Regions from separate parts of the Neogale vison genome. Here region 2 is linked to region 1. The links are chromatin contacts, called in public Hi-C maps. All regions are on one chromosome and are shown on one strand. Each heading gives the region's core, a stretch centred on a gene start, on an enhancer-like site or on the middle of the called end of the contact. The rest is flanking DNA. Distances are from core to core; before and after follow the strand shown.

Region 1 (6,285 bases), core at 1,795-4,294:
CTCCAGGACAAATGACTTAATCTCACTTTCTTGATCTGCAACCAGGGAATACTGCGCACCTCAAATATTCGTTAGGAGGACTGCATGAGACCGTTCCTGTAATCAGCCTGGAGCCTGACTCTTGGTGAGGGCTCCACGGAGCAAGAGGGCCTCTATTCTTCTTGGTACGTTAGTCCGGGGAGCAGAGGCCCCTTCCTAACCAGGTTATCAGAAATGATTCCCCAAGGAGGCAATAAACTGGGCTTGGAGGTTGAATTCTCGGTTTGGCATTCATCTCTTGGCTGGACCCTAGGGCCAGTCCGCGCAGCACCAGGGCGCAACTCTGCGCGTCTGGCGCTTGCGGAATGAAAGGTGAGGGGCAGGCCCAGAACGCAGGCCTCCCGACGGGCAGAGGAAACTAGCCCAAGTTCTGGAGCTGGGGAAGACCGGGATCAAAGCGCTCCGAGGCAGGCCGGGCGCACCAAAGGGAGGCTAGCGACTTGCATCAGCACAGATTCCGTGATGCTCTGCAGACGTCTCGGTGCTGCTGGGCTTTACGGGAACCCACAAGAAAGGAAAGGGCCGGGGAGCAGGCAGGGCGGGGGCGGGCGAGGGCGAGAGGGTGCGCTCGCCCGCCCGCGCGCTCCCGGCGGCGCCGGCCGGGGCCTGGGCGCGCCCGGGACGGCGGAGGCCGCGGAGGAAGCTCCCGCTCCCTTTCCCCCTCCTCCTTTCCCCCCTGCATTACTGGAAGGACTGTGTGGGAGAGACCCAGAAGCACCCGGATTTTCGAGCGCGGGGTGGGGGAGGGCCAGGCAGCCGCTGGTGCTCCAAGGGAAACCAAAAGTGCCTCTGTTCGCGCCGCTTCAGCACGCGGCTGCCCCCGGGAGGGTCCTGGGCGAGCCTCGCTTTGCAGCACATCCCCCAGCCCCCACCAAGATCTCGCTAAGGCACCTTGCGAGGTGTGGCGGGGGGAGGGGCGTGTGGCGCAGGAGAGGACGGAGAGGCGAGTGAGAAAGTGTCACGATTTCTTTTCCTGCGCTCTCCCCGACACCGTCCCCACCCCCAGTTTTCTGGTTTTGCCACTGCCGCTGGGGAAAGGGTTGATCGGTTTTGCGTCAAAGAACTGCATTTACTCAGTCCTGCTGGGAGAGGCGCGTAAACACCCAGGCAAGCAGGACTCAGGGATGAAACGACAATAACAACAAACAAAACAACACCCCCCTCCTCCGCGCAGTCCCCGCGGCCGGTGTGCACATCCGCTCGCCGCACACCTCTCCCCGGCCGCAGAGTTGGGGACTCTGCCCGAAGGGCGGCGGGCGGAGGTGTGAGGGGTCTGGCCAGCTTCGCCTTGGGCGTCCTTGGGGATGGAGTTCAGGACAGAATGTGTTTTATAGCTGTAAACAATGACCCCGAGTATTGTTTGGGATTACCGTATCTTCGGGCCACTGGGGCGGCCAGATGCCGCCAGCCGTCCCGGAAACGCCAGCGCTTTATATAGAGCCCCGGGAAAGCTTTGAGTTCCCGGCTCTATTTTTCTTTCCTAGCAACTCCCCCACTTTACAGATAAGGAAACTGAGGACGGGATCTGTGACGTGTTACAACGCATAGCGCTTCACCAGGGCTCACGGTCTTCACACATCTTCGCGTCGGGTCCTCACAAGGACCCTGTGGGGGTACAGGTGACGCCTCGTAAGAGCTGGGTAAACCGAGACTAAAGCAATGCCTGGACCAGGACCCAAGTTCCTGGACTCCCAGTACAGTGCTCCCCCGAGGCCTTTTCTGCAGAAGAACTGAAGTTCCAGAGCTGGCAAGGGCCTTAGAGGGTCATCTTTCCCAACCCCTTCATTTTACAGGAAGAAACCAAAGCCCAGAATGGTTAAGGGACTCGCCCAAAGTCTCACAGCTCATAAATAGCACAGTTTGGCGTTCGTACTCCGAGGTCTGTGCTCTTTAACCCGCACCTCGCCCCGCCCCACCAGGCGAGGCGGGAAGACCCCGGAGTCCAGACTCCTTGCTGCCTGAACTTCCCTCCAAAACAGCTGAAGACAACGTTGGGGCACACCCTCTCCCGGGCCTGCCTCCCTCCCTTCTCCTCTTTTTTTTTTTTTTTTCTTAATTCTTAACAGTCGAGTTTGCTTCTAACGCCCGCTTACTATTAGATGCGTCCTAATTGTCCCGCACACAGGGAAGCCGGAATGTCTTGACTGGTTAATTTCTTCTTCAGGGCTACTCCTAACAAATTAATTGTAGGGCCGGGGGAAAAAAAAATGTGTGTGTGTGTTCGGGGTGGGGGGGGAGCAATGGGCAGCCAGCCACGCAGGGAAAAATAGGCAGGTCGGCCCCGCCCGGCGGCGCCGCGCCCCGCCATGGGCCGGCCGCAGGGCGGCGCGGGTACCCTGCGCGCCCAGGGCGCCCGCTGCACCGGGCGGCGCCGAGGATCGCGCTTGGCCGCGCCCTCCCTGAGAGCGGCTCTGCGCGCCCGGCTCCCGGCCTCGCGGTGGCGCCGCGCTGAACCGCCCGTCTCGCTCTCCAGGCTGTGATTATTTTGTAAAACCCGGCGCCGAGGCCCGCGCGGCCGCACTCGGGGGCCCCGCCCCGCGCCCCTTCCCCGGGCGGCGGAGGGGAGGGGGAAGGCCGCGGCGCGCTCGGGAGCCGGCGAGGGAATCCCTCTCCCTCCACGTCACCCGAAAGCGAGGGAACCCGCACTCGCGTCCTCTAACGCAAATGACCATCTTTGGCAACGTGCGCCAATGGAACAGACCAAGGGCGCTGGGCTCGGGGGTGCGCGGGGGTGGGGAAGGGCCGGGGCCGGGGCCGCCTCGGCGCGCCCAGGCCGCGCGGGCAGTCCGCTCCGGCCCCGCCACCGCCTTTCTTCCCCGCGCCGGGTGTGCGACTGGCGTCAGCGCGGCCGGGAGCCGGGGCACGGAGGGGAGCGCTGCGCCCGCCTCCTCCCGAGCCTCTTCCTCCTCCTCCTTCCCCCCCTCCGCCTCCCCGCGCGCTCCTCCCTTGCAAGGTGGAGTCTGGGGTTGACGTGAGTGAATCCACATGGTACAGGGGCTGGAGAATAAAGAGTGTGGAGTTGAACTCGTGCCATTGTAGTGACTCATCTCGGGCAGAGCGCAGGGGCTCCGAGCGAAGCGACGGGCAAGTGAACGGCGCTCGGCGGGCCGGGGAGAGAGGCAGAGAGGCGCGGCCGGGCTAGGCGGCCCGTCCCGGAGCGGGCGCCGGGGAAGGGGTGCAGTCGGGCGCCTCAGCGGCGGTACGGGCAGCGGGGCCGCGTCCTTCTCACCGCCGGCTCGGCTGGAACCGCGCGGGCCGGGCACGGGCTACCTTCTCCCCGCAAGTGTCCGAGCCGCTCCGAAACTCCGGCGGCGAGTCGGCCACAGGAAGTTTATTCTCAGCTCCTTTTCTAAAAGGAGGAAATAGAAGTTTCTCCCGGCGGGCAGCCTTTCTTTTCGCCTTTTTTTGGTTTGGTTTGTTTTGTTTGTTTTTTCTTTGCCCTGTCTGAAATCGGGGGGCCCCCGGACCTGGCAGGCGTGATCCGCCGGGCTCTTATTCTTTTTTTTTTAATTTTCAGTTTTTGATCGGGCCGGCTGTCCCGGCTGGGCTCCGACTGCGCGCGGGAGCGGGAGGGCGCGCGCAGGGGAGGGACCGAGGGACGCGCGGACTTTTAGAGGGAGGGACTGGGGGGCCCGCTGGTCCCGCGGCGCTCGGAGAGCAGGAAAGCAGCGCAGCGCAGCGCGAGGCGCTCGGGAGGCACGGTTCCCGGGCTGTCGCCGCCTCCCGTCCGCACCCGCCACCGTCCGGGAGCAGCCCGGGAGCGAAGACCAGAGCCCGAGGCGCGGCCGGCAGGGAGCGAGCCCGCAGCAGCCGGTGCGCGGCCGCGGCGAGGGCGGGGGAAGAAAAACACCCTGTTTCCTCTCCGGCCCCCACCGCGGATCATGTACCAGGATTATCCCGGGAACTTTGACACCTCGTCCCGGGGCAGCAGCGGCTCTCCTGCGCACGCCGAGTCCTACACCAGCGGCGGCGGCCAGCAGGTAGGTGCGGGCCCCGGGTGCACCTGGCGGCGCGGGCGGACCCCCGCCCTCCTCTCGCCGCCACTGCCTCTTTTGCTTTCTTTTCCCGTTTTTGGCTTGGCGAGAAAATTCCTACGGGGTCACTATTGCAAGTTTTGGATTTTCGTGTTGTCCTGCCCACCCTTCTCCCCAAACACTTTTTTTTTTTTTTTTTTTTTTTAATTGGACCGAGGAGTGGGCTTGAAGAGCCGGCAAACCCTTTCCCTCACTCTACATCTTACGCAGACAAGCTCCTGGAATTGCAGCAGCTCTCCTTCTCCGGAGCCTAACTCCTCTCCCAGAAATCCCTCCCTCCTCCCCACCCCCGTCACTTCTCCGCGGTGGGCAAAAAAAAAAAAAAAAAATCTTTGCATCCACTGGCGCCTCCCGACATCCAAGGACTCCGTTCCTGCGGGAGAGCCCTCTCCCTCTCTTCCCCTGCTCTCCATCAGTATTAATTTCTGAAAGAGGTTAGGGATTCGGAAACATGGTTAGGCTCCTTCAAGTAATCCAGAGCGAGGGTGAGGGTTGTCGCTCAGGGAATAGGGTGCGAAGGTCAGGAAGGAGGAGGTCAGCCTTGATAGGCTTGGGCCCTGCGTCTTTGTGCCCCTGCGCCCATCCCTCTCCTGTTGGGGTCAGAGAAGGAGCCTGTACTGCCACCAGAAGGGGCGCCTTGAGGGTCTGGGGAGGGGTACCTGGGGCAAGGACGCCTGCAGAGAGAAGTGGGGGGGGGGAGAAGAGAGCTTGCTTAGGCTCCTGGGTGGTTCTGGAAGCGGAAAAACAACTTGTTTCTAAAGCAGCCGGACTGGTTTGCACTGGAAGGATTGTGCCTGCGATCTGTGTCTGTAAATACCAGAAGGGTGCTGGTGGGGTTAGTGGGGTGTCTGCCCTCTGCAGCAGCTGCCCCCCACCCCCACCCTCAGGCTTCAGAGGGAGCTGGCTTAGCAAACAAGGCCACTACAACCCGAAGCCCATCTGGGTCAGGATCTGCGGAGTCTCTGGGCAAGTTGACTACAGCAGGAGTTGCCCTGGTAAGGCAGTGGCCTTGGCCTCTAGAAGCCAGCCAGCCAGGAGGGGCTGGGGTGGGCTTCCCCTGGAGGGGTGGATCCTGCCAGAAAATAAAATGGAAAGACGGAGCTCTTTGAGATCTGAAGAGGGATACCTTGTCGCAAAGGGGTTCCCCATACTTGGTGAGTCCCCAGAATGGCTTTTCTGTATCTCCCCTGGTGCCCCCACAAGCACCTTCCGTAGAGAATCTGGTCGGTGCATTGAGGGAGCATTTGGGGCACCCTTTATAATGAGCACCAAGGTGATGAGTTTTAAATCTTGTTTAAAAAGTGCTTTTGCTTGCTTTCCAGTCCCATTGGTGGTTTTAATTGAATCCAAATATCATTAAGCAACGGGTCGGAGTCATTTATACCCATTCCCTTATTTTCCAATTCAACAAGCTGCCAAAACGTCCTTCTCCTCCTCCCTGAATCTGAAAGAGATCTTTTGATATCTTGTCTGTCCCTTTTGCTGCCGTTTTCCTGGCATTTACCACTGTAATATGACAATCTTGCCGCCTGGCTTTGCTCAGACCCTGGGGCCCAAATGGGAAGTCAGACCGGACATCAGTGCCCAGATTGAATAATCTGTGTCACTAGGGCTTTGAGCCCAGGATGTGAGCGGAGGCAATTCCCTGTTTTGGAAGAAAATCAGACAGGAAACCAGTGCTAGGAAGAAGGAAGAGAACTCAGTCCAGCAGGGTGTAATGGGGCCTCATTACCGAAGCAAAAAGCAGCTGTGGGCTAATTCCTAGCATGCTGTAACACACAAGGATTTTGCAATTAGTAATAACTAGTGCACGGGCTTCTCGCATAGACGCCTGCCTGTTTGGCCCAGCAGCTTGAGTGAGGTGCCTTTCAAACGAGAGGGATCGGCAAGGTAATGCGGCTTTGGACAAGTTTCTCAGCCTGTCCACTCCTAGGGAAGGAGATGGGAGGAGGCGGGTGGGGGTGGGGTGGGGGAAGGTTTTTCCATCATCTCTCCAACTTGGAACCAAGCTGTTCTGTGGTCCTCGGACGGACTTGAGAGGCTTTTGTTATTTCCCAAGTCTGCGCCTGGACCCCACCCGATCTCGGGCTCAAGGTAACTTTATTACATACCAGATATGACTTGTGATCACTTTATTTCTCTCAGCTTCTTTTATGGGGCGGCTTTCCTGGCATTTATGCTGGGACTTCCACCTTTGTAGCGTCTCCGTGGA
Region 2 (6,100 bases), core at 7-2,506, 460 kb before region 1:
TAAGCCCAAGGTGGGGCTTGAACTCACAATCTCAAGAGTTGCATGCTCCAGTACCCAGTCAGCTAGGCACTCTGCCATTTTCATTAAAAAAGAAAAAAAAAAGGGGAAAATTAGGGATCTCTCCAACCAATGTATTTTCAGTTAGCAGATGTTCATTATTTTATCACGTTTTTTAATGTTGTAAACTTCGTGTTTATGGGTTTTTGATACACACTCGGGTTGCCGTAAGATAACCCATATACTGATCCACATAATACTGAAAAGCAAGGAATGCCAACAGCCGATATGGTCAAAGGTGACCCACGAAAGGTCGATTGTCTTTTGGACTTTTTGATCTCTGTTCCACTCGTTCGAGTTCAGACGACCAATACCCAACCTGGTTCGTGTCACCGTTCACAAATTTCCTTCATTTAGTCCTCACAACAATGCTGGGAGGTGGGCACGTTCTCAGAGATAAAACGACTTGACCAAGGCTCCTCAGGCTAGTCAGGAGACAGGCTCGGCCGACGGGTCGAAAAACCCGAGCAGGTCTTGGCGGGCGCTTCCAGTAACTGGAAGAGCTTCCACTACACCCTGGCCTCTCACGTTGCCGAACTTGACAGTTAACCTTACCAACTCCCATTCGGCCTCTTCCACGCCAGGGCGGCAGGCTGCGGGCTAGGGAAACCGGCCGCTCACCCCCAAGCGGGCCCTCTCCGTCGCCGGAGCTCCGGTGCCGAGCACAGTCCGCCCCCTCCCTCCACCGCAAGCTCTGCGTACTGAGCCGGACTAACCTGACCAGGTCGGTCATGCAGGAGCCCACCACTACCACCGCGGCCACCTCCTCCTGCCACTGCCGGCCGGGGTCCCCAGATGCGGCCATGGCCCAAAGGAGGTGCTCTCCACCCCGGAGGCTGACCTTTGCCCTTTGCCCGACCCCGTAACCAGGAACGCCGCTCCTACGCTCCCTAACGACGCGGGCCTTCCAGACGCCTCTGCGGGTCGCCCACCTGACTGCCCGAAATAACCCCTTCCCCAGCCGCCCTCCGTTCTTCCCGGGACGGTCTCCCTGCACTCCCTCTCGTTACAGAGCCCTCCTGAGAGTTCCAGACTCCACGCCGCTCGCCACCCACGAGGCGGGCGCGGAGGAAGGACCTTTCAGGCACGGCGGGGACGCCCTTCCGAGTGCCCGGCTTGGCGCGTCCGGGGGCGCGCACGCCGCCCGGCTCCAGGGCCGCAGAGGGGGCGGGGCGGGACGTCCGGGGGCGCGCACGCATCCGGCTCGCGGTGCGCGCGCAGGTCGGTGCGTCGGTCGGGGGCGCGCTCGGGTAACCTGTACCCCACGTAGTCGCCGGTTACCGATCGGACTAAGTTCCAGGTACCTGGACTGGGGCTGGTGCGGGGAGGTTGGATCCCGAGTCGCACAGGTGGCCTGTGCACAGGATCGTGGTTTAAGTATGCCCAGGGCTCGCCGCCTCTTCCTATAGAGAAGGCCCCCGTTCCGAAGATGCCCTGCTCATCCCCATCACGCTGGTCCCCGCAAGAACGAGACCCCCGCCAAGGCCAGAGGCCGCTCTTTTTGCATATCTAGCCCGCCCCCTGCTCCCTCAATAACCTCAGACTCCTTTCTTCTGCCCGCCTGAAGAGGGGACCATACAGTTTGGGAAAAGGGAGAGTATCCCTTTTTAGATGGCCCCTAGAGTGGGGTGGTCATTCTTTGGGTCCGAGCCGACTTGTTTTCCTTGAATGTTGCCCCTGGAGAAATTGCTTCCCCACTTACTTCCCTCGTGCGCTTTATGACGTTGAGGTGACGCAGCAGGACGCCACCCCTTTCCGTTCCATGACGTCAGCAGGGCACACGTTTCCGTGTTTGGCATCTCATCTTAATTGCGAGATACTGGACGATGCCTAGGACGTCTTTGTAGTCCCCAGGCTCCCCTTCGAGGACCTCATGTGACCCTATTTCGAGCAGCAGTCCCTGTAAAAATTGTATTTCTGCATTTTCCTTTTGTAATACGTCAAAATCAGGAAATAGAAATCGCACAGCTAGCACTCAGGGGAGGCTGGCCACTGTAAATTTGTGCCTAGCTGGGATCTCTCATGGAACTGTGATGTGTGAAAGCCACTATTGTAGGTGTTCCCCCGTCCGTGTCCCTGGCTCAAAAGGATCACACTGAAGAACCATCATCTTTGGCTGTTTGGTGACCTCTGGTTTTGGAGTATTTATTTCTCCTCTGTCTTACAGAAGTCACTACACTTAACGGTGGAAACATTTTAATACTGCAGGAAGTCTTGCACTGTCAAAAAATAGTACTGTAGCTGTTCTAACACAAAGAAATTCATTCCTTCAGGTGTTAGTCAAAGGTCCTGAAAGTTGCTGAATTGGAATGGGCTGTTGTCACCTTAAGTATAGTTTGGCTTTTGGTGCAGGTTTCTTCCCTATGGTATTTGACTGGCGGGTCACTCAGGCCAGCTTTGGCAGCAGACCAGCTGTAGTCAAACGTGTTTCTGATGGTCAGGCAACCATTTGTTCAAATTTGTAATTTTTTTTTTCTCTTCCAGTTTTATGAGTTGTACACTTTAAACAGGTGACTTTGATGCCTTTCTCTTTGGTAATTGCAATTATACATGCTTATGGGAGAGGAGGATGGGTGTAGTGGACTTTGAGGGAGATCTGGATTTGAATGCTGGTTTTTATTCTTGCTACGTGTGTGACTTTGAACAAGTTACTTAGACCTGCTGCGCTTTAGTTTTCCTATCTGTGAAATGGGAACAGTAATAGAGAACAGGGTTGTTGGGGTGAAGGAAATGAAATTACAGGTAGAGGTGGGTGATAGAGTGCCTGATACTCAGTAGATTTTTCAGAATGTGTTCATTCTTTTTCCATTTTTCATAGAAATGAGAGGTAAAATAATGATAAGTATGATGGGGAAAAGCATGGAAGAATAATTTTGTAATGTAGGTGAGATCCTTTGCTTTTTTTCCAGATGAGTATTTCTGTGTTTTGCATATGATCTAGATAAGCATCCTTTCAAGAACTGTGACATCAGTGGATAGAAATAAGAATGGAAATGTCACAGAATAGGAAAAAAATGCTTCAAAATGCTAATATGGGTTAGTGTGCTGTTCAAAGACAAATGACAGAAATTATCCTTATCTCCTGTAGAGTGGGAATTCTAAAACCTGCCTACTGCCCAGGATTGTGAAGATCAACTGTGATAATATTTTTGGAAGCTCTTTATAAGTGGTAGTGTTACGAAAATGTACAGTGTGGTTTTTATGATTGATGATACAGGACATTAGATGTTTATTCTTACTTTGTAGTGACTTTGGAATGGTGGGAAGAAGTAATCTCTTAAGTGGATGGAAGAGGAGCTTATTTTATATTTGCAGAAAGGATGATTTGAGTACTGAAGTACACAGCCTCAAAGGTTTTCTGGGTGTCATCACCATTTAAGGTAGCTAAATTATTTTTTGAAAGATCATTGCAGTCCTTCCCTTTATTACTATCCAAAGTGATTAAAACAGGTATGGTTTTCAGCCTTTCTTTTGGCAGAGACCTCTAAGTCCCCATATGGTAAAGTATATGAAAACTAGGACTAGGACATCATTTCCTTATAGTTGTAACTTAGAGGAAATTCATTTGCTTTTGATGAGGAATTATCCTTTCAGATTGAGGAAGAAAGTGACTATTTAAATGGATTTACTCACCTCTGAAACTAGAGGTTTTCATTTAGAAATCTGTTTAGAGGAATTCATACATTCCTTCCCCTAGCCCCTGGGTTTCCAGATAATTTAGACACGCTTTGTTGGTTTTACTTCTGTATTTTCAAGTGCAAGAACTTCTTAGTGCTTGAAAGGCTAAGACTTTTAGATACATGTTTGTTTGTGTTGGTTAATATCCGGATAAGTGTATGTTTTCATGATTTAATTGTTAAGTAGCTTTTTAAAAAAAAAATATTTTATTCATTTATTTGACAGAGATCACAAGTAGGCAGAGAGGCAGGCAGAGAGAGAGAGAGAGGGGGAATCAGGCTCCCCGCTGAGCAGAGAGCCTGATGTGGGGCTGGATCCCAGGACTCTGAAATCATGACCTGAGCCGAAGGCAGAGACTTCAACCCACTGAGCCACCCAGGTGCCCCGTTAAATAGCTTCTTGCTACATATGTTCTTCAGATACATTCTCCTCGACCATATTTTTTTGAGGGAATATTGTCTTCTCTCCATACCTTAATATTTCTCTAGTTTTTTTGGTCTCTTTATTCATTTGTTTATTTAAAGATTTTTACTGGATGCTTAGCAGTGCCAGGTACTTTTGTTAAACACTAGGAATTCAAGACATAGTCCCTGCAGGGGAGAGATCACAAAGCAGGTAGTTATAACACACTGGAGGGACAGTATATCAGAAGTAAATAATTTCTCGTAAGTAACAATTATAAGTAGGTTATGCTTATTCTTGAATTTCATATAGTATTACCAATCAAGTCCTTCTTGTGGGGACACCAAGGGAGCAGTTCCAAACTTAATGGAGTGTACATTTTGTGTGTGGGGGGAGAGGGTTGTTAGTGAAGGCTTCTTAAGGCCTCAAAGTAGGAAACTGTCAGTTGTAAGATAGAGCAGGGTAGATTTAGCTTGTGTGGGGCAAGTATAGCGGTCAGCTTTGGAAAGGAGGAGGGAATTGGATTGAAGGGCTGCTTCTGGCTTGAAAAGCATTGGTGCTGTCTCTCTCCTGAGGAGGTGAGCAGCAGGGGGTTGGTTTCTTCTGAAGGGGTCATTGGAAGAGGCCGCTATAAGACAGGAAGTGAAGTGTTTATTCATGCAAGAGAAATTTCCGTGTTGCTGTGCCAGTTTTCAGGAAACCCATTCTGTCTAGTTCCTCTGAATACTCTGACCACCATCCCTTCCTTCTCCTTTCAGTGTGATTTGCAAATCAAGCCAAAATGTCCCCAGAAGTGGCCTTGAACCGAATTTCTCCAATGCTGTCCCCATTCATATCTAGTGTGGTCCGCAATGGAAAAGTGGGACTGGATGCTACGAACTGTTTGAGGATAACTGACTTGAAGTCTGGGTAGGTACCAGCACTACTACAACTAATGCATCAGACCCAATCCAGCCTTAATTACTAATACACTTTTCCCATCAGATTCATCAAAATTGAACACCACAGAAATTAAATCAGGTCTTGAACTTAGCACATGTTGATGCAGTTGGTTTTGTCCAGATCTTGATGTATTATGTTTCAAGCTGTTTTATTTGCATTGTGGGCCATTGCTTTATGATCACAATGTTCATGTCTTCTTTTTTTCTTCTTCTTTTTTGGGGGGGGGGCACGTCTCTTAACAGTGTGCCATGTGGTTTTTAGCAAGTGTGTTTTTCATTCATTGACTCAGTTTCTTGTTACGTCTGTTGCAATTCAGCATGTACTCTTAGAGTTGGGTTTTGGGATTCTGAATTTGATATCATTTGGTAATCTCTCCTAATAGGAAAATTAAAATAGCTAGCCAGAATGAGTCATTTTTCACAGTGGGGTTGAAATAGTAGTATCTGACACCTGGAAATGTTGAATTAAAAAGCCCCAACTTTTTACTTCAAAATAAATATAGATTTACAGAAAATTTACAAAATTCGACAAAATTAATGTTGCTATAATGCTGTTGATTGTTTTACAAGCATTGTTTGAATTTTGTGACTTGTTCCACTCATGCATGTCCTTTTTTTGGCCCAGAATCCAATCCAGGATCCAAACTGAGTTTAGCTGTCACATCTGGGTCTTCTTAACCTGTTAATGTTTCTGTCTTTCTTTGTCTTTCATGATTTTGATACATTTTTTTTTAGAGATTTTATTTATTTATTTGTCAGAGAGAGAGCATACATAAGCAAGGGGAACAGCAGGCAGAGGGAGAAGCAGGCTCCCTGCTGACCCTGGGATCCTGACCTGAGCTGAAGGCAGGTGCTTAATCAACTGAGCCACCCAGGCGTCCTGATTTTGACACTTTGGGAAATAGCACTGGTTAGTTATTTTGTAAAGTGTTGCTTAGTATGGGCTAATCTACTGTTTTCCCTTTATTACAGTGAGAACTGTATCCTCCCAACCCCCCCAACCAAGAATACTACAGAATTGA

Evidence for each region. Hi-C and Micro-C count contacts between places; a contact is called where the count stands out from the background.
Region 2: a contact with region 1 is called in a Hi-C map of fibroblasts, with 5 times the contacts expected there. The contact joins the promoter of BABAM2 here to the promoter of FOSL2 in region 1. A contact is called at or near these places in 2 of 3 Hi-C or Micro-C datasets (fibroblasts and muscle).

The regions. Positions count from the first base shown.
Region 1 is chr8:122,032,935-122,039,219 of ASM_NN_V1, reverse strand. It overlaps FOSL2 (fos-related antigen 2), which reads left to right and starts at 3,044. Exons shown (of 4, transcript XM_044261846.1): 1 at 3,044-4,019. The coding sequence starts at 3,921.
Region 2 is chr8:122,487,592-122,493,691 of ASM_NN_V1, reverse strand. BABAM2 (BRISC and BRCA1-A complex member 2) reads left to right here and starts at 1,256. Exons shown (of 12, transcript XM_044261850.1): 1 at 1,256-1,357; 2 at 4,896-5,046. The coding sequence starts at 4,919. RBKS (ribokinase) reads right to left here and starts at 927. Exons shown (of 7, transcript XM_044261861.1): 1 at 774-927. The coding sequence starts at 862.